4 separate regions of the Sus scrofa genome follow, and all the other regions are linked to region 4. A link is a contact called in public Hi-C and HiChIP or PLAC-seq data. All regions are on one chromosome and are shown on one strand. The core of a region is the stretch at or near the end of the contact, and the rest is flanking DNA. Distances in the headings are between cores, read along the strand shown.

Region 1 (5,026 bases), core at 1,747-4,246, 240 kb before region 4:
ATGATTAGTAAGTCTGTCAGAATGGCCATTATTAACAAGTGAACAAATAACAAATGCTGGAGAGGGTGTGGAGAAAAGGGTACCCTCCTACACTGTTGGTGGGAATGTGAATTGGTACAACCACTATGGAAAACAACATGGAGGTACTGCAGAAAACTAAATAGAAAACTACTACATGATCCAGCAATCCCACTCCTAGGCATGTATTCAGACAAAGCTTTCATTGAAAAAGCTACAAGCACCCCTATGTTCATTGCAGCACTATTCACAATAGCCAAGCATGGAAACAACCTAAATGTCCATTGAGAGAAGAATGGATTAAGAAGATGTAGTATGTAAACACAATGGAATACTACTCAGCCATAAAAAAGAACAAAATAATGCCATTTGCAGCAACATGGATGCAACTAGAAACTCTCATACTAAGTGAAGTAAGTTGGAAGGAGAAAGACACCATATGATATCACTTATCTCTGGAATCTAATATACGGTACAAAAGAACCCTTCACGGAAAAGAAACAAACTCGTGCACATGGAGAAGACTTCTGGTTTCCAAGAGGGAGGGGGAGGGAGTGGGAGGGGCTGGGAGTTTGGGGTTAGTAGATGCAAACTATTGCATTTGGAATGGATAAGCAATGAGATTCTGCTGTATGGTCCAGGGAACTATATCTGATCAGTTGTGATGGAACATGATAGAGAATAATGTGAAAAAAAAGAATGTGCATATATATATATATATATATATATATATATGTATAACTAGGTCACATTGCTGTACAGCGGAAATTGACAGAACATTGTAAATCAAGTATAATTAAAAAAATTTAAAAAAAACCCCAAACCATTGCATTTTTCTGACTTATGTTTCATCATAATGTGCCCAGGTAAGCATTTTAAAAATATATTCTCTCTAGAATTTTTTTGTACTTCCTGAATTCTGTGATTTTCTCATAAGCTGTGATAAAATTTCAGCCTTTATCTTTGCAAATATTTTTGCTACTTTTCTATCAGTTTTTTGCCTGGGAGTTTAATTAGTGCGCTCAATATGTGTTTTCTGTATCGTTCCTTTCTCTTCATATTTTCTATCCTTTTGTTCTTTCATGATTTATTTTGTCCTCCATTTTGATATTTCAGTCTTCAGTGTCTAATCAGATGTTAAAACCATGCCCTGATTTATTAATTTAGGTTCATGTATTTCTCAGCTCTGAGAATTTCTGTGTGGTGTTATTTCAAATTGGTTATTTCACTCTTTATAGGTTATAATGATGCCCCGATGAAATCTGAGCTTGGCTTTTATCTCCTTGAAGACATTAAAAAGCTCTTTTACATTTTGTTTCTGATTAATCCAATATGTGGTTCCCATGGAGGTATTTTTACTGCCTGTTATTTCTTCTGGCTATCACTCCTGGTTTCTTATCTCCTTATGTACCTAGTTATCTTTGTTGGACATTTTTTTTTTCCAAGTTATTTGAGGTCTAGGGTGAAGTTATTATCATCCTGAGAGAAATGTTTATTTTTCTAAGCCACTAGGGGCACTAATAGTTCAGAATCACTGGGTTTTACTTCTGTTCAAACCATTTTGACCCTCTTCTTTTTGGGAACATATGGTTTCCTATGTCATGGGTTTCAGGCGTGGCCATGTACCTCCTCCTGGATAGGGAAATGTCAAAGAATCAGCTGAGTGACTCCGTCCACCACTACAAGAAGTAGAAATATGCTGATTTATTTTTTTCCCCCCTTTAACAACAAATTACTATTTAGGGAAGAAACAACAGTGATCTGTGCTAGGTCAGAAGCTTTAAAGAGGTCACGTGAGGGAGTAAATATTAAAAGGAGGCAAAAAATTTAACAGACTTAGTCATTATTCCTGAGGATATGCAAAATGCAAAGGACAGATATTGGAAAAAAGCACATTAAAGATGATTTAAAAACTAAAATTAAAGTAGTTACCTTAAGGAAGTCCTGATTAGATATCTATAGGCTGAATGAAAAGACTCATCATCACGGAGGGGACATCGGTAAGGTGCATACACCCTGTTCATACACCCCCACAGCAACAATAATTTGGCAGCCGTCCTGACAAAAGTGCATTTGTGGGAGCTTGAGATCCAGATAGGAGCTTGTAAAATCTCAATGGAACCCACGACTGATGAGGACTGATAAGAGAAAGCTGGCCCCTGCTCATATGGCAGGCTTGCCAACTTTGGTCCTGGCAACAGACCCCAAATTAGCCCCAACCCCTTGGAGATTCAGTTACAGTCCTATTTGGGCTTGGTCCTGCCATTAGTACCATCCAGAGACCCTAGAGGAGTCATGTCCACCTGTGTCCCCAGTAATAGCCCTGCTGACCTTGGTCCTAACTGTGGACCCTGTTATCAGCTCATAATGCAGTTCCAGTCCCTCTCAGCCCTGGTCTGGGAACAGTCGCATTACCCAGGGACCTGCTGGGAGGCATACTTGTCTCTGCCTAGAGGAGCACCAGCTGACCTTGGTGCAACTGCAGATCTTAAAATAGTCCCATAACCTGGTTCCAGACAAGCCCAGCTGTAGTCCAGGTCAGTTCTGCTTGACCAGAAACCAGGCTTGAGACACATCTAACTGTGCTCCAGGGGCAGGCCCAGCAACCTCGGTCCAACAGTGGATAATAAAGTGGCCCTTAACTTGGTTCTAATACCTCTTAGCAATGGCCTTTAAGCAGTTTATATCGGCCCAAGGGACCCAACAAGAGAGACGCCCATTTGTATTCCCAGAGGCAGGCCTGCCAACCTGTCCAACTTTGGATCCTGAAGCAGCCCTGTAACTTGGATCTAGTCCCTCTCAGTGGTGGTCTAGGAACAGTCCTGTCTACCTAGGGACCAAGAGGGGGAATGCCATCTGTGCTCCTAGAGGCAGGCCAGCAGACCTTGGTCCTGGCTGTGGACCCTATAGCAGACCTGTGACTTAGACCTAGCTATGCTTAGCTGTGTCCCAGGGCCAGTTCTGCCTGGCAGAGACCTGTCCAGTGACCTGGTGGGTGCCACACCCAAGCCCTTGGTAACAGGCCACAGACTGTGGCCCTACTATGGACCCAGCAGCAGTCATGTGATTCCCTGTCAATCTCAACAATACTGCTTTTTTTTCTTTCTTCCTTTTTTTTCAACTTCCTTCTCAGAAGCATGTATCACAGTTAAATTTGGAATTGTCAAGGAAAATAAAGGATGTGACAGAAGCCCCCAGACACAATGGCTATGACTATATTAATCCCACGGGATGCTCTTGACAAAGAATAACACTGGCTTCTGACACACATGGGCCATGTTAGTAAGTCACAAGGGGGAATATAATGAGGCAAATATGAAACGGCTCATATGAGGCTCGTAATGACTCCTCATGAGTAACAGGGAAACACAGTTGGGTTTGGTTGCAGGTGAGGCCAGGAATGTGACAAGGAATTATGAAAAACCTCAAGAATACACTGCCCTGGAGGAGGGTCCAGGTGGCCTGGTCTCTTGAGATATGGTTCAAAATGAATGATGGCAGAGAGCAGACGTCTGTGGGGGCTTCTGTAGACTGGCTCTTTTGCCTTTTGCTCCCAGGACCTTACCATTATGAGAGCAAACAAGAGGTTTCATTCTGAGCACGGGGAACTCTAGGCAATACGCCAAACTAACCTACATGGGAAAAGAATCTGAAAAAGAATGAGTATATCTATATGCATAACTGAATCACTTTGCTATACACCTGAAACTAACACAACATTGTAAAGCAACTCTACTAATGGTACAATTTTTTTAAAAAAGAAATTTCGTTCTCTAAACAAACTGCGTTTGTTTTCTAGGGCTGCTGAAACCAAGTACCGCAACAGAAACTTCCTGCCTCATAGTCTTGGAGGCCAGCAGTCTGAGCTCAAGATGTGGGCAGGTTGGTTTCTTCTGCGGGCTACGAGGGAAGGAGGTGTCCCTGCCTCCTTGGCTTATAGATGGCTCTAGTCTTTTCATTCTGTGTCTTCACACTGCCTTCCCTCCATCTGGCTTCTGGGTCTTACTTTCCTCTTATTATAAGGATATCAGTGACCCTTATAATATGGGGAAAGTATCAATGTCCTTATAATAAGGGGAAAGTCACTTCAACTTGATCACCACTGTGAAGACCCTGCCTTCGAATAAGGTCATATTCTCAGGTACTAAGGGTTAGGACCTCGCAATATGAAGGTTAGGGGAATACAATTCAACCCCTAAAATATGCCACAATAACGTTATGCCCCTGTACCTTACACCCTGCACCTGCTGCAGGCCTATTCATCCTTTAAGGCTCATCACTCCATATGTGAAGGTGACCCCAAGCCCTGTCCTCCCCTCCCGACTTAACTACTCCTTCCTTGCCATCCCTGACCTTGTAGGTATTTCAGTTACAGCACTGTGTCATTTCAGATGTATTAAAAACTGGCAGAAAGAAACAAGATTAGCAGAAAGAGACCACACACACATTCATGCACATATAGACTGGATTCATGCCATGGTTAATTAGCCAAGGGAAGAGAAACTTATTACCAGTACAGGCCACAGAAGGGAAGGGCAGTGGCAGAGCATCTGGCCATGGCTTTTTCTTGCTCCTGATACCTGAATGGGGGTACAGATGCCAGGGACCCTGTCAGTGCTGGGTAAGGTGGTGCCAGATCTGGAAACACAGTCCAATTTTTGCTGCCCCCTTTCCCCTGCTTTTGGGGAGGGGTCATGTCATCATTCCAGAGGAATTCACACTAATAATCTATGTATTTGCATTGAAGGGGATATTTATAAAATACTGGGTCTCATGAATTTTGAACAAGTTTCATTCTCAGCAATGATACAACTGAACCCAGAGAAGCAAACGTCGTCATTGCCTAGAGCTCTCTGAACAACATCTTGGCTTCAGCCATGTTTCCGAAAAGCCTGTTTTCCTGCAGCCCATCCGGATTCTGACTGAGTGATCCATCTGAGTGGACTCTTTTCTAAAAGTGGTCCAGGGAGTATAATCCCAAATCCATTCCTCACAAGCACCTCCTCCA
Region 2 (5,034 bases), core at 1,649-4,148, 150 kb before region 4:
GAGACATACAAAATCCCTCTCCCCACCTTTTTTAATGGCCACACCTCCAGCATATAGATGCTCCCAGGCTAGGGGTCCGATTGAAGCTGCAGCTGCCGGCCCACACCACAGCCACAGCAACACCAGATCTGAGCCGCGTCTGCAACCTACGCCACAGCATGGGGCAACGCTGGACCCTTAACCCACTGAGCGAGGCCTGGGATCAAACCTGCATCCTCATGGAGACAACGTCAGGTCCTTAACCCACTGATCCACAATGGGAACTCCCAAAGTCCCTTTTTACATGGCTGTCCTTTCTGGGCTCACACCCCATCACTCAGCCACTCCCATACAACCCCTGGTCCAGTCACACCAACATCTTTCCCTTCCCTGGACATCTCTGCTTTCCCTGGAATAGTTGTCCTTGTCTGCTTGATGACCACCCTCTGCTCCTACTGGTCCTGCTCCAAGTGAAGAATTTCCTGGCCCCTCAGTAAGGTTAAGATCTCTAGCCTTCAAGCTTCTATAACTTAGCGGGGGTACCTGTTAATTACCGTAATGGATTCTTTGTAGGCAGGAAGTGTCTTTTAACTCTGCTTCCCAGCCTGGATTTTAGAGATGTTTTGTTGAATGGATACATAAATGAACTCAATGGAGGGGCTGGTCCCAGAGGCCCTGGCTGAAAGGTTGCCAGCATCCCCAAGACTGGGAAGCATCACAGAGCACCACACAAATTCGGATAATCTGTGACCTCCCTGAATAGGAGGACTAGGTTTTCTTCATGAAAGTAGCCTTTCCAAGATCTAACACCATCTCCTGCTCATCGAAGATGAGATCCAAAAAGTCCAAATGTACTTGGAGAATAGACTTGTGGCTGCCGTGGGGGAGAGGGAGGGAGTGGGAGGGATCGGGAGCTTGGGCTTATCAGACACAATTTAGAATAGATTTACAAGGAGATCCTGCTGAGTAGCATTGAGAACTATGTCTAGATACTCATATTGCAACAGAACAAAGGGTGGGAGGAAAAATGTATACATGTAAGAATAACTTGATCCCCATGCTGTACAGCAGGAAAAATAAAATAAAATTTAAAAAAAAGTCCAAATGAGGTCTTGGCTGACACACGAGAAAATTTCTTCACTTTCATGGCTCAGTCTAAACTATTATTTAACCTCTGTTTTAAGACACATAGGCTATGTCTCTTTTCTTCCTCTTCTTTTTAAAAAAATTTTCTTTTTATGGCCACCCCTGTGGCATATAGAAGTTCCCAGGCTAGGGGTCAAATTGAAGCTGCAGCTGAGGGCTACACCACAGCCACAGCAACACTGGATCCAAGCCACATCTGCAACCTACGTCAAAGCTTGTAGCAACACCGGATCCTTAACCCACTGAGCGAGGCCAGGGGTCAAACCTACATCCTTGCAGAGACCATGTGGGGTTCTTAACCCACTGAGCCACAACGGGCACTCCTTCTTGTTAATTAACGTGTCCTTCCAAATTTTAAAAAAATTTCTCCTTTTGTTTGAACCCCCTCCCCCCCCCCCATTTAACAAAGCAAAAGACAGCTGAAGAGTTTGCTAAATTCCATTTTTAGGTTAGAAATCAAATCGAATGTGGAAATATCAAACATGACTACAAAATCTCCCAGCTGGCGTGCATAACACTACATCTTTGTTTTAAGGGGTCTTTTTGAAATATAAATATGTTGTTAATCTACAAGGTGGTTTTCCCCCCACTTTCCGAAACTAATAATCACTTACTGAGTAGAGATACAGATATTGACACAGGCACCAAACACCACTGGTATGAAGCTGAGGAGGTGGGGAGAACCCTTGTCCCATAAACATAAAAACCGAAAGCCAGTCTCATCGGGAAAGTAGCTGCATTCTCTACACAGGAAATGGTCCAATTTTGTTATTGTTCTCAACAAAAATGTCCAAACAACAAAAAAAAATTGCTGTGAGCTGGCTGAGACTTATAACCATGATAAGAAGCCTTAAAGCCCAGTTCCTTTTTTTTTTTTTTTTTTTTTTAAGGGGATTTGGGAAGGAGGAAGCTCTCTGGCATGTCATGTAAGGGATTGAATTTTCCGTGCCCTGTGGAATTTTTTTCATATCACTCTCTCACAGCTAGTTGGTGGGGGTGAGAAAGAAACTATAATAACATTTTCCCCAAGAGAGCCGTCCATCTGGTTATCTTATTCTTCACAAGTCTCTCTCTGATCGTGTGTGAGCCCCAAACACAGAACTTAAAGCTTTTCCTCTCTGGTCTGATTCTTTTATAACTACAGGCAGTCTGTTCCTGAGAACAGAGGTGCAATTTGCAGGTAACGTCTCATTTCAAGATTCTGCTCACATTGCTCAGGGCACAGGTTCAGTGCTTTGCAACTCTATGAGAATGCCTACTCGGTTTTAACTTTTTATTCTGTGCCTTTAAAATATCCGTTTGTTTGTTTATTTAGTTATTCTTTGAAGGCTGTACCTGCGGCATATGGAAATTCCCAGGCTAGGGGTCGAACTGGAGCTGCAGCTGCCAGCCTACACCACCTGCCAAGGCAACACTGGATCTGAGCCGCAACTGTGACCTACAACATGACCTGCAGCAATGGCAACGCTGGATCCTTAACCCCTGAGCAAGGCCAGGATTGAACCTGCATCCTCACGGACACTATATTGGTTTCTTAACCTGCTGAGCCCCAGTGGGAACTCCCATTTATTTTTTGAACCTAGTATTAAAGGACTACAATTAAGTAATGAAGGCAGCAGAGCCCTCTCAGGCTTGGTTACGGGCAGGCGGTTACAGGAAGGCATACTCTGGAAGGAATGATGGCACATACCTTTTTAAACATCCTAGTGGAATCCTCACTTATCTGCATGAACCGCATAATCACATTGTTCAGATATATGTCACTCAAGGTGGCGTGATCTTTGCTTTCTCTCCTCACTTGGTTCAGGAGCAAATACCAGCAGTTCACTGGAGACAACAAGTTCTGGTCCTTCCTAAGAAGGGAAGAAAAGAGAATCACTGTCAATTTCAGAGCTGCCCCACTCTGCTGATGGAAGTCACCGCAGCAAGCTAGAAGCCGCAACAGACAGACATTGTCCCTGTTCTCTCTACTCTGGGCATGGCTCAGAGCGAGACACTCCACAGCCAGAAGAAGGGCTTTCCAGGCTGGGATGGCACCAAGCCAGCAACTCCCTGGCCTTGGAAGAAAAAACTTGGACCAAGACCAACCAGTCCAAACCCACACTCCTGACGAGGGCTATGAGACCGAACATACCAAGGACTCTGGCAGGCCTTTAGCTTTAAACACCCCAGTGGAGAAAGCAGTTTATGTTTACATAACAATCTATTGACTGCTGTCTCGCAGGCAGACTGTGGTTTACCACTGAACACAAAGCCTGCTTTGAATGGCCAGTCTGTTGTTGGAAAAGAGATCTGGCTAGGTATACTTTCCATGGAACATAAATTTCTGGATGATTTACTAATGCCCTGATACATAACCTCCAGCCTCCCCAGAAGTGTTCCTGGGCAGCAGGACTTTGGAGCCCTGGCTCGAGTCTCCTGAACAGACTCAGCCACAAAGGAGAACAAAATAATGCCATTTTCAGCAACATGGACGGAACCAGAGGCTCTCATACTAAGGGATGTAAGTCAGAAGGAGAAAGACAAATACCACAAATACCATATGCTATCACTTATATCTGGAATCTAATATACAACACAAATGAATCTATCTACAGAAAAGAAACAAACTCACGGACATGGAGAACAGACTTGTTGTTGTGAAGAGAGAGAGGGAGGGACTGGAAGTTTGGGGCTAGTAGCTGCAAACTGTTGCATTTGGAGTGGATAAGCAATGAGATCCTGCTGTATAGCACAGGGAGCTATATATCTGATCATTTGTGATGGAATGTCATGGAGGATAATGTGAGAAAAAGAATATGTAAATGTATAACTGGGTCACTTTGCTGTGCAGCAGAAATTGACAGAACATCGTAAATCAACTATACTAAAAAAATTTAAAAAAAAAAAAAGGAACCAAGAAGTTGACTGGCTTAGGACTTGTCACATGTCCTTTCAAAACCAATTAAGCTCTTTCAGATCTGTAACCACTCCTTGTTTTATTCTAGATAATAAAGTGACATGTGAATATAAACCACAAAAGAACTCGTAAAAAATCTTAAAGAAAAACTCCAAACAAAAGCAGTGACCAACAGATGTTACTGCTTTAAAAAAAAAAAAAAAAAAAAAAAAAAAAAAAAAAAAAAAGGCACTGTGTTTTTTTTTGTTTTTTTTTTTTTTCTTTAAAACCTAACTCTAAAATGGCAGAAAGACACCGAATGTTTACCCTAACTCAGGGACATTAATGCTATTTTATGAGACATATTATTCTACTACTCATGATTTATGATTCTGAATATTAATTAAATTAGAAAAGAAATTATTAAATAAGGTCTTTCAGCCTGTAAGTCCCTCAGATTTGGGATTTAATGCTGCATTAAGTCAAACCTCCTCTAGAAGAAAGAGGACATAGCCCAGAGACGTAGGCATGGGTGTAAGGGAAGAAACCTCTGATCTAGCATCCTGGCACTTGTACCCATGACAGAAGTCTCCCATTCTCCCAGCTGGCACAGTAAGAATTACACCCCCTACCTAGAGAACCCTCCTATTCTCTCAAAGCCATCAGGCAAGAGCAGTGGTTCTATGGCAGAATATTGAAGGCCTACTACTGTCAGTCTCTAACCGCTCAGCCCAAGAGGCAAATGTTACCTTACATTAACTTTTATGCATGTCCTTGATGCTGAAGTAACCCATAAATTCTTCGAGAACATTTCCTACTCTGTTGTATCCTCAGGGCCCTACCCATGGCCAGAATTCAATAAACATTATTTCATTCAATGAATAAACACTTATTATTGCCTTAATAGTATAAGGGTAACAGTACAACAACAATAACAGCAGTGGCAGCTAAGCTATGATTTACTGAGCACCTACTCTGAGCCATAGTACACAGGTCAAGAGCACAGAATACGGATCATACTGTCAGGTTCA
Region 3 (5,131 bases), core at 2,145-4,644, 250 kb before region 4:
GAGCTCTTCCATATTCTCTTTCCCTGCCAGGCCATCAGCTGTACAGCTCAATGCTTTCATTTCATCCTTCCCTTCGCTCCATCTAATTGGCCCCTGCTTGTAAGCCCTGGGCTGGGAAACTAGATAATCAAATTTGACAATAATTTTATATTAAATTAGAGCCAATAAGGCTCTTCTGGGTTTAAGGCTAATGGCAATGGATTCGTGATTGCTCTTTAGTTTATCCAGTGGCTTTTCACCCAATTCCAGGGTTACGGCTCACTTTTAAGGTTGCCAGAGGCCTTTAATCTATGTATGTACATATGTACGTATGCATGTATTCATGTGTGTGTGTATACACATGCTTGCACGCAATACATTTTTTTAACCATTCGTGCACATACTCAATAAAAGATGTCTTTAAAAAAAGTAAGACATCTATAACATAGCACTAAGGTATGTGTTTTCCTACATAAATTTAGTCTTCGGAAACACTGCATCCCATGCCACGAAATGTTAGCTATGAGAGAGCAAGTTCTTCTCTTTTTTGTAGAAGAGGGTCCAAAATTCAGTATTAAATATGCATTTGGTATTTAACGTTGACTTTTCTTACTAAAAGCCCCTGACCCAAATTTGGTATGTCTGCCAAGTATACAATGTAAAAACTAAGAGTTTATCCAGCTTTGCTAAAGGACTACTCCTCTTTAATCACTGTTTGCTTTCTATAACTCTTTTCTAAGGAAAGCCTATTTATAAACCTGTCTAATTTCCAAGTGCAAACACTTTTCTTTTAATGACCTTCAAACATCTAATTAAAGCCAAGCATGACTGTGATTTGAAAATGGGATCGAAGGTGAGAGAGGCTATGCACTCACTTCCCTTGAGCACTTTTACCTGGTGTCTCGCGTGGGAATTCCTTCGTCCTCGGCTAGAAGCATTGTCAGAAATACAGGATGAAAAAGGAGACAGAGTAAACACAGCAGAGATACAAGATACAGACCACAGGGTCTTACAATTTATCCAATATAATGAATTCCTCAAGTCACGAGAAATCTAAACTTATGGTGCTTCAGAGCTAGCCTGACAACAGACTTGAAAGGCATACTTTGTGCCATCTCCTTGGCATGAAGAGAAACAAAACATTTTATCAGGTAGCTCTTTTCCTTTTTTGCACAAATTGTGGCTTTTTTTTTTTTTTTTTTAAAGAAAGAGGGCTTTCTCTTTCGCTGGTATAATAATGCCCACATTTATTCCCTCTTCTGAAGGCACTCAAACCAAATATTCTTTCCTCTCTGACTTCAGGAAATATTATATTGATTTTCTGGGAAAGCGAAGAGCCCCAGGACAGACTTGGACATAATGACCTGCCTCCTTTTATGAGAGGCTGAGACCATTATAGTAAGAAGCGTGGAGATCAGCCACCCAGATGGCTGGTGCCAGTACCTTGATGAATGTTTCCAAATCCCCATTAAACAACTTAGCATTATACTGTGAGCGGGGTCTGGACTTCCTGTGTTTCTGGGGCTTAGGGGGAACATTTGGAGGCCTAAGGGAGGGAATATAATTACTGAGCATGGCAGAAATCAAACAATCAATGAAACACCCATAGGTCACAAAAAAACTACCAAACACAGGAATTCTTGGGTTCCCTCCCCACCCCCACCCGTGGAGGAAACCAGTACTTCCCCTTTTCCGTTGATTTCCTTCTACTTATGTGTCAAAACCCAAACCAGCTTTTCAATAAGGCTGCTCTTTTCTTGCATGTCGTAGCTGACATTTGCTTGCCAGTTTGTTTTAAAAACGGTAAGCGTTGCCCAATGGAATTGCGAGCTGTTTGGCCAAGACTTACAAACCAAGGTTTGTGTTATTCAGCTTACAAGTCACACAGAAGACACGACAGACCGTAAAAACTAGGGCTCTGACAGATCTCAGTTGGAGAAACTGAATATAATATTTTTAGGTACAACATAATTCTTCAATGCAAATAACATCACATCTGCCCAATATCCTTCAGGTATTTACGGAATTTTATTTTATGCAAAAGCAACTCTTCATGGGTCACACATGAAAAACAGTTTTGTTTCAAGGGTATTTCTGAAGGCACTGGGTCCAGGCTCACATGAGTCGTCATTTCTTTAAAACAAACTAGCTCATCGCCTCACCTAACTATTTGTAGAGCACCCGTGTAGACCTTTGCGATGTACCTGTTTACTCTGTGCTGGAGCCTCTGCATCTCCAGTCTGCTCTGATGGATGTCAGTCTCTCTAGCATATGCATGTCCAATGTACCATGTACTATATTTGAAACCTTGCATCATCTTGCTCTGTAACCGGAGAAGGGGAGCCCCTTCCATCCTTTCCCTTTAGAGCAAAGAGGGCCAGGATTATGTGACTCAACTTCTACAACTGTGCTGAAAGGAGTACATGGAAGGAGAGTCCCAAGACCTCTCTCTGGACGTTCCAATGTAAACTCCTTAATTAGAAGGCTGGTAGGAGGGAGTACACCGCACTTGGAAATCAGGTAAAATCTCGTATTCAGCTGCCGCCTCTCTGGGAAGAATTGCCTTTTTCAGTTCATTAAAGTTCAGAAAGACCAGTTTAGAAACAACAGCCCAAGAGTTTACATGGATACCTGGCTAACTTCATAAGATATTACTACAAGCAATCAAGAGAGGGAGGGGAACAAACTTGCTGATATAGCCCTTGCTAGCAAATTCTGAGATTCTCCTGGCGGGTGGGCTCACACGACCAATGGGGTGTACAGCAAGCAACACCTGAGGCGCCACAGTGCTTGAGAGGTTAAAAGGAGCCTTTGCAAGTGTCGAGAAGCAAATATGGAAAATTCCACCAAGCAGCAAGTCATTATCTGCCACGGCTGACATTTCTGAAATTGCTTTTATACACTGAATTCTGTGCCACTCACAGAGGAAAGGATCTGGTGGGTATGAACAAACAAAACAACAGCCCACCAAGGACACGTGCTTGATTTCAGCCACTCTTTTCATTATTTTATAACTGTTTTAAAATAGAGACCTTATTTTTCTTCAGGTATGGTGAGGCCAGCAGAAGACAACCATCACTGAAAAGATCATTTGTTATTTACAGTTCCCATGAGGAGAGGGAATGCCACTACACGGAGGGCCACATGGGGAGGCACCAGGGTCACCAGCCAGTAGGCAGAGGCAGTGAGGAGCGAGGGAAAAGGTGGGCAAGAGCCTTTTTTGTGGTTCCCATGGGAAGGAACAGGCAAGGCAGAGTAGATTGAGGATTGGCTACTTTGAGTAATTCTGGTGAGCTCTGGGGCGTGGAAGCCATCCCTAGCTATCTGGAACCTGGCCTTTGTGTGGCTGGGGAAGGGGAACAGTGGCCTGAGTGTGAAGACTTGATAAAGGAAGTGGTTAAGAGGATGGGCTCAGGATGAGTTGCTCTGTATACAAAAGGCGCACTTGTAAACAACCCTTTACTATCTCTAGGTAGTGACTAACCCTCCAAGAGGCAGTCCCTCCTGGGTTAGCAAGGCCCCAAGATAGTGAGGCATCAAATATAGAAACTAGAAAATGTGGTTATTCCTATGAGGTCCAAAAGAACTTCACATTGGACGCTAACTGGAGCAGCTGATAAAGCTGAGGGAATAGGAATACAGGCTTGTTTGGTTTGGTTACTGATTCGTGGGACAAGTAAATCTTGCAGCTGGAGCCAAAGCCCTGAATGGCACCTGATAATTATTTCTGCATTGCTGAGAGATGCAGAGTAACTCCTGGCTGGGGCTAATGAAGGTATGTCTTTTGAGTCTTCTTCCAAAAAAGCCTGAAAATTGCCTCTTCTGACACACATCAACGATAAGGGAAATGTGAAGATTCTAAAGCTGTGAGAGGGATTACAGATGAAAATAAACTGCCTGAGGAGTTCCCACTATGGTGTCTCGGCAGCACCATGACATAGGTTCGATCCCTGGCCTGGCACAATCGGTTTAAGGATCCAGCATTGGGCAGCTGCATGTAGGTCGCAACTGCAGCTTGGATCTGCTTCCTGGCCTGGGACCTCCATATGCCATGGGGCAGCCAATAAACAAACCAACAAACTGCTTATTAAAGGACTTCCCATGGCAGGGGGACTTGGCAGGCAGACTGGCGTGCGGATGGTTCCGGCTCTACCACGTACACATCAGGTGCACAGACTCAACATTCCCTCAACATTCGAACTGTACAACTCGTTGTGGTTGCATGCCTGCTACACACTTCGGGATAATGTGGCTTCCTATGTAGAATGCCAGTATGGATGAGAGGAAGTACCAGTCAGGGTAATGTGAATATCAAATCTGTCTGGCAACTATAGCTCTCACTGCAAATGTATATATTTGCACTCCGTTTTAAAATAAAAATCTTTAAAAAATGCCTGACATTAATCATAATTTAGAAATAACAGGTAAAATAATTGACAGTGCAAAGGGACGCTATATGTGAAAAAAAAGCTACATAATTACTATTCAGGAGTAATTCCCTCTTTGTTACTAACATAGGGAAGAAAAACCCCAGGATTTTTGCAAAGTTTAGACAAGTCAGTAGCTGCAGTCTTTCTAGCTGGTTCACCAAGAAGTAAGAGGGGCTTCTTTTCAATTTATTTAGGAACATTATAGAACCTTAAAAATCAACTTGCCAATTATTGCAACAGAAACACCAGTGTTATAAATGCCTAGAATCTCAAAAAGAACTCCACTTTAAAAATGGAAAATCTTGCTGTCAATTAGAATAATTTCTGGCTGTGGCACAAATGTTGACATAGAAAAATAAAAGTTGTCACAAACTTTCCCCAACCTAAACCAGAATCTGGTTCCAAAAAGGCTTTTCCTTCTCAGCAGTAGCTTCAAAATCCTTCTAAGAATTAAAAAAAGTGGAAAAAAAAGACAACAAAAAAGAAAACGCAATATGGTTCTAGGAACTAAAAGTTAAATTTTTAAAGTAAACCAAACAGGTGCAAAGCTAAAGTCTGAAGAATACTCACCATAGCTCTAGTTTGTATATGAGATATGGGAAAGCAGGAGCAAGAAGTAACCAGTCAGATACAGTAGATATGCATGTAATATTGCTTGTTAATTAAATTATCAAAAATCTTATCAGACTCTTTCTAGAAACTTAAAAGTGTTTTGGATTAGA
Region 4 (5,740 bases), core at 2,029-4,528:
AGGGTGAGACACTCACCCTTAAAGAGAGGCTCAATTCAAAAAGAAACAGAGTCCTGCCTCTGAAACTGTCCTTAATAAGGGAGCTATTCTCACTGCACAGGACAGTTGGCCTCATGCACTGTTCAACTTTCATTTCTCTCCCATTCTCTTCTTGATTTTGCTTAGCAAGACAGGTGAATTTGTGCCATTTGAGGTGTGTATGATCCAATTCCATTGTATTTCCCCATTCTCATATTTGCATATGGATGTAAGGATCTGGGTTAGACACAGGATGTGTGAGTTTTGCAGGGGAAGTTGATCAGAGCCTGGACACAGGTTCTGATGAGAAGGGCAGATCAAGTGTAGTAAAGAGCAATAAAGCAGCCTGAGGACTCACAGGTCTGTGTAAGTGACGAGGTTAAAGGGAAGAGAGAGAAGATCCCCTTTGGTGGGAGGGAATTTGTGCCAAAAATAATTTTCACCATGTTCATACTTTTTCCTTGGATTGGATTCGATGGGTACATTTAAAACACTGCAACACATCCCATTTATTGATTTTTAAATCAACGTAGAGGGCCTCTACTCTCAAAGCATATAAGTAACCATGTAACTATAGAATTCATACTCAGAAAGAGACTAATCAAGAGAATTTTTCAGATTAGGACTGGATCATGACAAATGACCTTAGAGCAGAAGTAACGAAACCAATACTTGGAAGTACATTCTGCAAGTCAGTCTCCAGGTTGCAGGAAAATCAGACTGCCTCCTTTCAAAGACCTGCCACAAAGAGCCACGTGGAAAAACTGCACAGAGAAATGGTGATTTCCAACGAGAGTTCTACCTTCGAATACAAGATTTTCGGCTGTGTTGGACTCGTTAAGAAAAGCAAGGTTAGGCTCATTAGAAAGTTTACCTGTCTCTAAGCAAATAATTACTTCTCTATTCTAATATAACTTCCATGTCAATGTAACCAGTTCCTACGAGTATAAAATTATCTTAATTGCAAGCAGATAAAAATCTGTTTCCTGAGTAGTGTTCATCTTAACTCCATTATCGGGGTGAACCCAAGGGAAACCTAAGTCCCTGGGCTTACGTATTGTGTTTGCCCCTGGCCATGAAGAGTTCGTCCAGATTCACACTAGAGTGACAGAGGGTTCCCCCACCAGGTCCTCTCAAAGGACTCTAGGCATCTTCACAACTTGACCACACAAAAGGACCCGCAGGCTGCTCCTGCCTTTCCCTAGGCAAGTACAGAAACGCCTTTCTCTGAAGTTCTTTCATAAGATTGTATATGTACAAACACAGGTGGCTACAAAGCAATTTTTATCAACTTTGCATTGACTATTCCAAAGAACAGCAGTGATCTGAACACTCCATCCATTGTCTCAACGGGTGGGACAAGCTACCCATGAGAAACCACAAAGGAGGAGAAAAAAAACAACAAATATATGTTTACAAAACACTTCGACAGCAACACAAAGTACTTGTAGTGGAGAGGAAATACATATTTTTTAAAACCACAAGGCACATTAAGTAAAAATGTTTAATGAACCTTAATTAGATTTCCCTCATTAGCTGGCAACGTAAGTGGGTTAAAACTACTACTCAAATATTCAAACCTTCATTTTACATGCCAGTGGCCTCCAGCAAATGATAAAGCAATATTCCCGTGTGTGAATGTGAAAGATGGCACTGAATTCCGGCCCGTTATAAAGGAAGAGTCAGATTCCACTAGTGCCTGCTTGGTTTAACTGACAGGCTTTGGGGGAGTAATTTTATAAAAGGGGGACTCACCCTGATAAACTAGCGAATAGTGCAAATGTTGAAAATTGCCTGCACTCAATAAAGCTCTAGATCACTTTGGGTCCAGACTTCAGAAAAAAGACTCCTTAAAAAAAAAAAAAACTACATTGTGACAATGGCATTGTTTAAAAAGAATAATAAGGATGATGGTGATGACAACCACTGCTGCTGCCTGCCTCCCCTGCAGATTGCTCGGCTTAAGGTTGTTAAGTTAAAGCCAGGTTTACCCTATTGGAGCTGCGCGCTGGCAGCTGGGGAAAGCCACCCAGTTTCCAGCTCCCCGTGGGTTTGACGGGACTAGGATTGCGACTGGGATTGGCTTGCACGAAGCCCCGGGTGGCTCAACCAGGCACCCTAGCTGTCCCTCACAACCTTCCTCCAACGCAGACCCCAAGTTAGAAATGCAACTCCCAGAGCACAATGACAAGAAAGCACACAAAAGGAGCAGGGCAGCCGCTCCCATTCTTACCTTTGACTTGACTTTCATACTCGGCTATGATCTCTTTGTCCTTTTTGAATCTGCTCGGAGTGGACATTATCCAGCTGTTACTGGGTTTGCTTTCAATGGGCAAGTTCTGTTAGGGGGTCACAGATCAGTCTCCTTGGAGAGGCAGAGTTGTACTCCCACACGCAGTGAACCCAGAGGCAGCACCGACAGGAGGGAAAGGAGGAGGAAGAAGAGGAGGAGGAAAAAAAAGGAGCGAGCCGAGGACTAGATTAACCCAGGCGCTGGCACCATACTCTCCGGATCCAGCTGCCGTCGGTGATGCGGAGGGGAGCCCAGGGCTCGGGGCCGGGGAGGCCTGGTGCGCCGGCAAACTCCGGCGAGCGAGTGGCAGGGGGCGTCTCCCTGCCCACCCCACCCGGAGCTGGCCACTTCCTCTACCACCGCTGGGCGGACGCGGGGATCGCGCCGGCGCTCCGCACCATTGTTAGCAACCCGCACGGGGAGCGCCGGGCAGGGTCAGTCCAGGAGGGCGGGCGCCGCGACCCTCCCTTCTTGCTCCAGCCACCGACTCCGGCGCTCAGGGGTCCCGCCCGGACTAGGGATGTTGCTGCCGGGGCCGCTGCTCCTCCGTGGGCACACACGGCTGCTACTGCCCCGGGCAGGCAAGAGGAATCGCGATCCGAAAGCAAGTCCCAGCGCTGGCCGCGAGGGCGGCTGCCGCGCCTAAAGAACACGTCCTGGTCGCAGCCCCGGCGGAGTTTGTGCCTCCACCGCCGGCGTTAACGCGGGGCCTCTGCCTCCTGGGCCACCGTGCGCCGAGGCTGCCTCTTTCTCCTCGTCCCCCTTTCCGCTGCTGCCCCCAGGAGGCCGCCGGCGACAGGCACACTCGCACACGCACCCGGTGGAGCCGCGCCCCCGGGGCGGCTGCGAAGTTGCCGGCGCTCTCACGGCCCCGCGGCTCCTGGGCGTTCCGGGAGCGAGCTACGGGCGGCAGCGACCCGGGCGGCCGGACGGCGCTCGGCGAGGTGGGGCAGGGCTCGCGGGAGGGGTGGGCTCAGCCACACGTTCCCTTCTCCGCCCTCGCCCCCGCCCGGCTCGGTGAGGAAGCGCCGCGCTCGTCCGGGAAGATGGATGCCTCTTGTGGCCAACCGCAGCCCGGGCCTGCGCGCGGAGCCCGGCGGCCGTGGGCGACGCCCCCAGCGCCTCCCGGGGCTGTGCAGCCTGCACAGCTGGAAAACCCCTCCTGACCAGGCGGGTTGTCTTCGGCCGCCGGTCGGAGCTGTAGTGGGGCTCTTTTCAGAGTCCGGTGGGGAGATCCAGATTTGGATGTCTCCACGAAAGAAAGATGTCACTCGAAGATGTCACCAAACCCAGCAGAAACCCTGGAGTCTATTGTGAACGTCTTGGCTGTTAAGAATCAAGGAAGGGCGAAGCTCTTTGATCTGGGCGGAGAAAAATCATGATCATATTCTCCCTATCTTGGGGGAAGGGGGTGGTTACGATGGCAGGAAAGGTGTGGTGGGGGAACAGGTCACGCTTAGGATGTCATTAGGTTTTGAAGGGACCTTTCCTTCTCAAATATTATGAGCCTGATATATCAAAGTGCTGTGTCCAAAGGCGTGTCCAGTATCAGATGTTTTCCCTGTGAGATCTAAAGAGTGAAGGGACTTTGAGACTTTCATCATTCATTCATGAGACAACATTTTGAGTTCTTACAGCAAGCCAAAAATCAAGCTAAGAGCTAGGGATTCAGAGAGTAGAACCCTGCCCTAAAGAGTCTCACGATCTACAGTTGTATAAATGAGTAATTACAGATGGTACAATAATGCTGTAGGGGAGCTCACTACTCTGGGAGCCCTGAGGAAACTGGGACCGCATAAGAGGTTTGAGAAGAAAGGCTTCCCAGCGAAATGGTATTTGAACTGAATTTAAAGGATGAGTAGGACGTAGGTTTTCACCTTAGGGAAAGGGTCGCATTCTCAGGAGAAGCAGCAGCATCCTTCTCTGGGGGAGTTTGAAATGAGCTGCAAGACCTCTTCCTCTAAAATACCAGATGGGGGAGTTGCCGTCCTGGCTCAGCAGAAATGAATCTAACATCCATGAGGACGCAGGTTGCATCCCTGGCCTCACTCAGTGGGTTAAGGATCCGGCATTGCCCTGAGCTATGGTGTAAGTGGATGACGAGGTGCAGGCCAGTGGCTACAGCTTCGATTTGACCCCTGGGAACCTCCATATGCCGAGGGTGTGCCCCTGACAAGATAAAAAAAGACAAACAAATAAAATACCAGATTGGGAGTTCCTGCTGTGCCGCAGTGCATTAAGAATCCCACTGTAGCACCTTGGGCTACTGTGGAGCTTCGGGTTGGTGCAGTGTGCTGCAGCAGCTGCTGTGGCTCAGGTGGACCTTCCATATGCCACGGATGTGGCCTTAAAAAAAAAAGAAAGAAAATAAAAAAATACCAGATCCCTGACAGGCGATGACAGATGTTTTACTTTATATCAACAGGAGAGAATGTAAGGAAACAATAAAAAATTATTTGTTCCTTTCCATTTTGCCACAGAGGAGGTTAGCTACAGAATTCTCGATTGCCCTAATTTCATGTGGCGCTGTCTTAGGTAAGAGTGTAGGGTGAAGAGCCAGAATATCCAAAGCAGAGGCTGAGAAGGAAGGTGAGGGCCAACTGAGAGAGCCAAGCTCTTGGACACAATTCTGCAGACAGCAGGGAGCCTTTTAAGTAGAGAAGTGTCATGATCATATGCATGTTTTATAAAGATAACTGTTGGCAGGATGGAAGGATGAGTTGGCCATGGGGCTAGAGAGACCAGAGACAAGACACTCACCTTGGTGATAATTGTAGTCAAATCTAAATGTGATTCATATCATCCATCCACGGGCTACTGGAATTTACTTCATATTTGTGCCTGAGAAATACACCTTGGCAACGGAGAATGCAGCCCCTGAAAATGAATCATTGGCTGAGTCTAGACCTAGATCACTGTAGTACTTATGCGCTCCAAAGACAGGGTGCCCAGAGATCAATCCTGGGTCTGCTGCTTCCTCAGTGAGCTATTAAAAATTACTGCATCTCTGCCAGCCTCAATGTCCTTCTCTGTAAAATGGGTTAATGCCTAGTTCCTCGGAATATCATAAGTACTTACCAAGATAATCCTTTAAAAGTTCTTATACCAGACCATTGTACCTATCCAGTGACTGTTAGTTATCTTTGTTACTTTTATCTTAGTCTTGATCTTCTTTGAGAGAAAGCTATTTAAACAATGGAGACAGCATATTAATTATCTTTGGCTTTATCATGATGCCCAGTAAACTGTCAATAAATTTTTGAATGTTAATGTCTCAATAAGGTACCTTTGTATTGTAGCAGAAGATTGGGTCCCACCCACAAAATGAAGCATTCTGCATACATTCTTACAAGAACCCTACAAAGTGGACACCATTGTCCTTATTTTACAGGTGAGAATCTGGGAAGCTTAGGAAATGTGTCAAGGCTT

What was found. Hi-C and Micro-C count contacts between places; a contact is called where the count stands out from the background. HiChIP or PLAC-seq counts read pairs in DNA pulled down with a chosen protein or histone mark.
Region 1: an H3K27ac HiChIP or PLAC-seq map of alveolar macrophages shows a contact between it and region 4, with 11 times the contacts expected there. The contact joins the enhancer-like site here to the promoter of SRGAP1 in region 4. A contact is called at or near these places in 1 of 5 promoter capture datasets (liver), 5 of 47 Hi-C or Micro-C datasets (alveolar macrophages, brain, embryonic fibroblasts and 1 more) and 2 of 2 datasets of contacts at active chromatin or transcription factors (alveolar macrophages and skeletal muscle).
Region 2: a Hi-C map of embryonic fibroblasts shows a contact between it and region 4, with 1.8 times the contacts expected there. The contact joins the enhancer-like site here to the promoter of SRGAP1 in region 4. A contact is called at or near these places in 1 of 5 promoter capture datasets (liver), 5 of 47 Hi-C or Micro-C datasets (embryonic fibroblasts, heart right ventricle and skeletal muscle) and 2 of 2 datasets of contacts at active chromatin or transcription factors (alveolar macrophages and skeletal muscle).
Region 3: a contact with region 4 is called in an H3K27ac HiChIP or PLAC-seq map of alveolar macrophages. The contact joins the enhancer-like site here to the promoter of SRGAP1 in region 4. A contact is called at or near these places in 6 of 47 Hi-C or Micro-C datasets (embryonic fibroblasts, fetal heart ventricle, fetal skeletal muscle and 3 more) and 2 of 2 datasets of contacts at active chromatin or transcription factors (alveolar macrophages and skeletal muscle).

Annotation. Positions count from the first base shown.
Region 1 is chr5:28,536,576-28,541,601 of Sscrofa11.1, reverse strand. All of the region lies in intron 8 of SRGAP1 (SLIT-ROBO Rho GTPase-activating protein 1), which reads right to left. Among named protein-coding and RNA genes, the nearest start is that of XPOT, 140 kb to the left of the region's middle. Within about 2 kb of position 2,996, at least 3 of the 83 cell types and tissues checked have an H3K27ac peak or open chromatin away from gene starts, as enhancers often do. A contact at or near this core is called in alveolar macrophages, where this site is marked.
Region 2 is chr5:28,449,380-28,454,413 of Sscrofa11.1, reverse strand. SRGAP1 (SLIT-ROBO Rho GTPase-activating protein 1) reads right to left here. Exons shown (of 22, transcript XM_021091938.1): 3 at 2,816-2,978. Among named protein-coding and RNA genes, the nearest start is that of SRGAP1, 150 kb to the right of the region's middle. Within about 2 kb of position 2,898, at least 32 of the 83 cell types and tissues checked have an H3K27ac peak or open chromatin away from gene starts, as enhancers often do. A contact at or near this core is called in embryonic fibroblasts, where this site is marked.
Region 3 is chr5:28,554,019-28,559,149 of Sscrofa11.1, reverse strand. SRGAP1 (SLIT-ROBO Rho GTPase-activating protein 1) reads right to left here. Exons shown (of 22, transcript XM_021091938.1): 12 at 1,423-1,525. Among named protein-coding and RNA genes, the nearest start is that of XPOT, 120 kb to the left of the region's middle. Within about 2 kb of position 3,394, at least 3 of the 83 cell types and tissues checked have an H3K27ac peak or open chromatin away from gene starts, as enhancers often do. A contact at or near this core is called in alveolar macrophages, where this site is marked.
Region 4 is chr5:28,298,493-28,304,232 of Sscrofa11.1, reverse strand. SRGAP1 (SLIT-ROBO Rho GTPase-activating protein 1) reads right to left here and starts at 3,278. Exons shown (of 22, transcript XM_021091938.1): 1 at 2,252-3,278. The coding sequence starts at 2,318.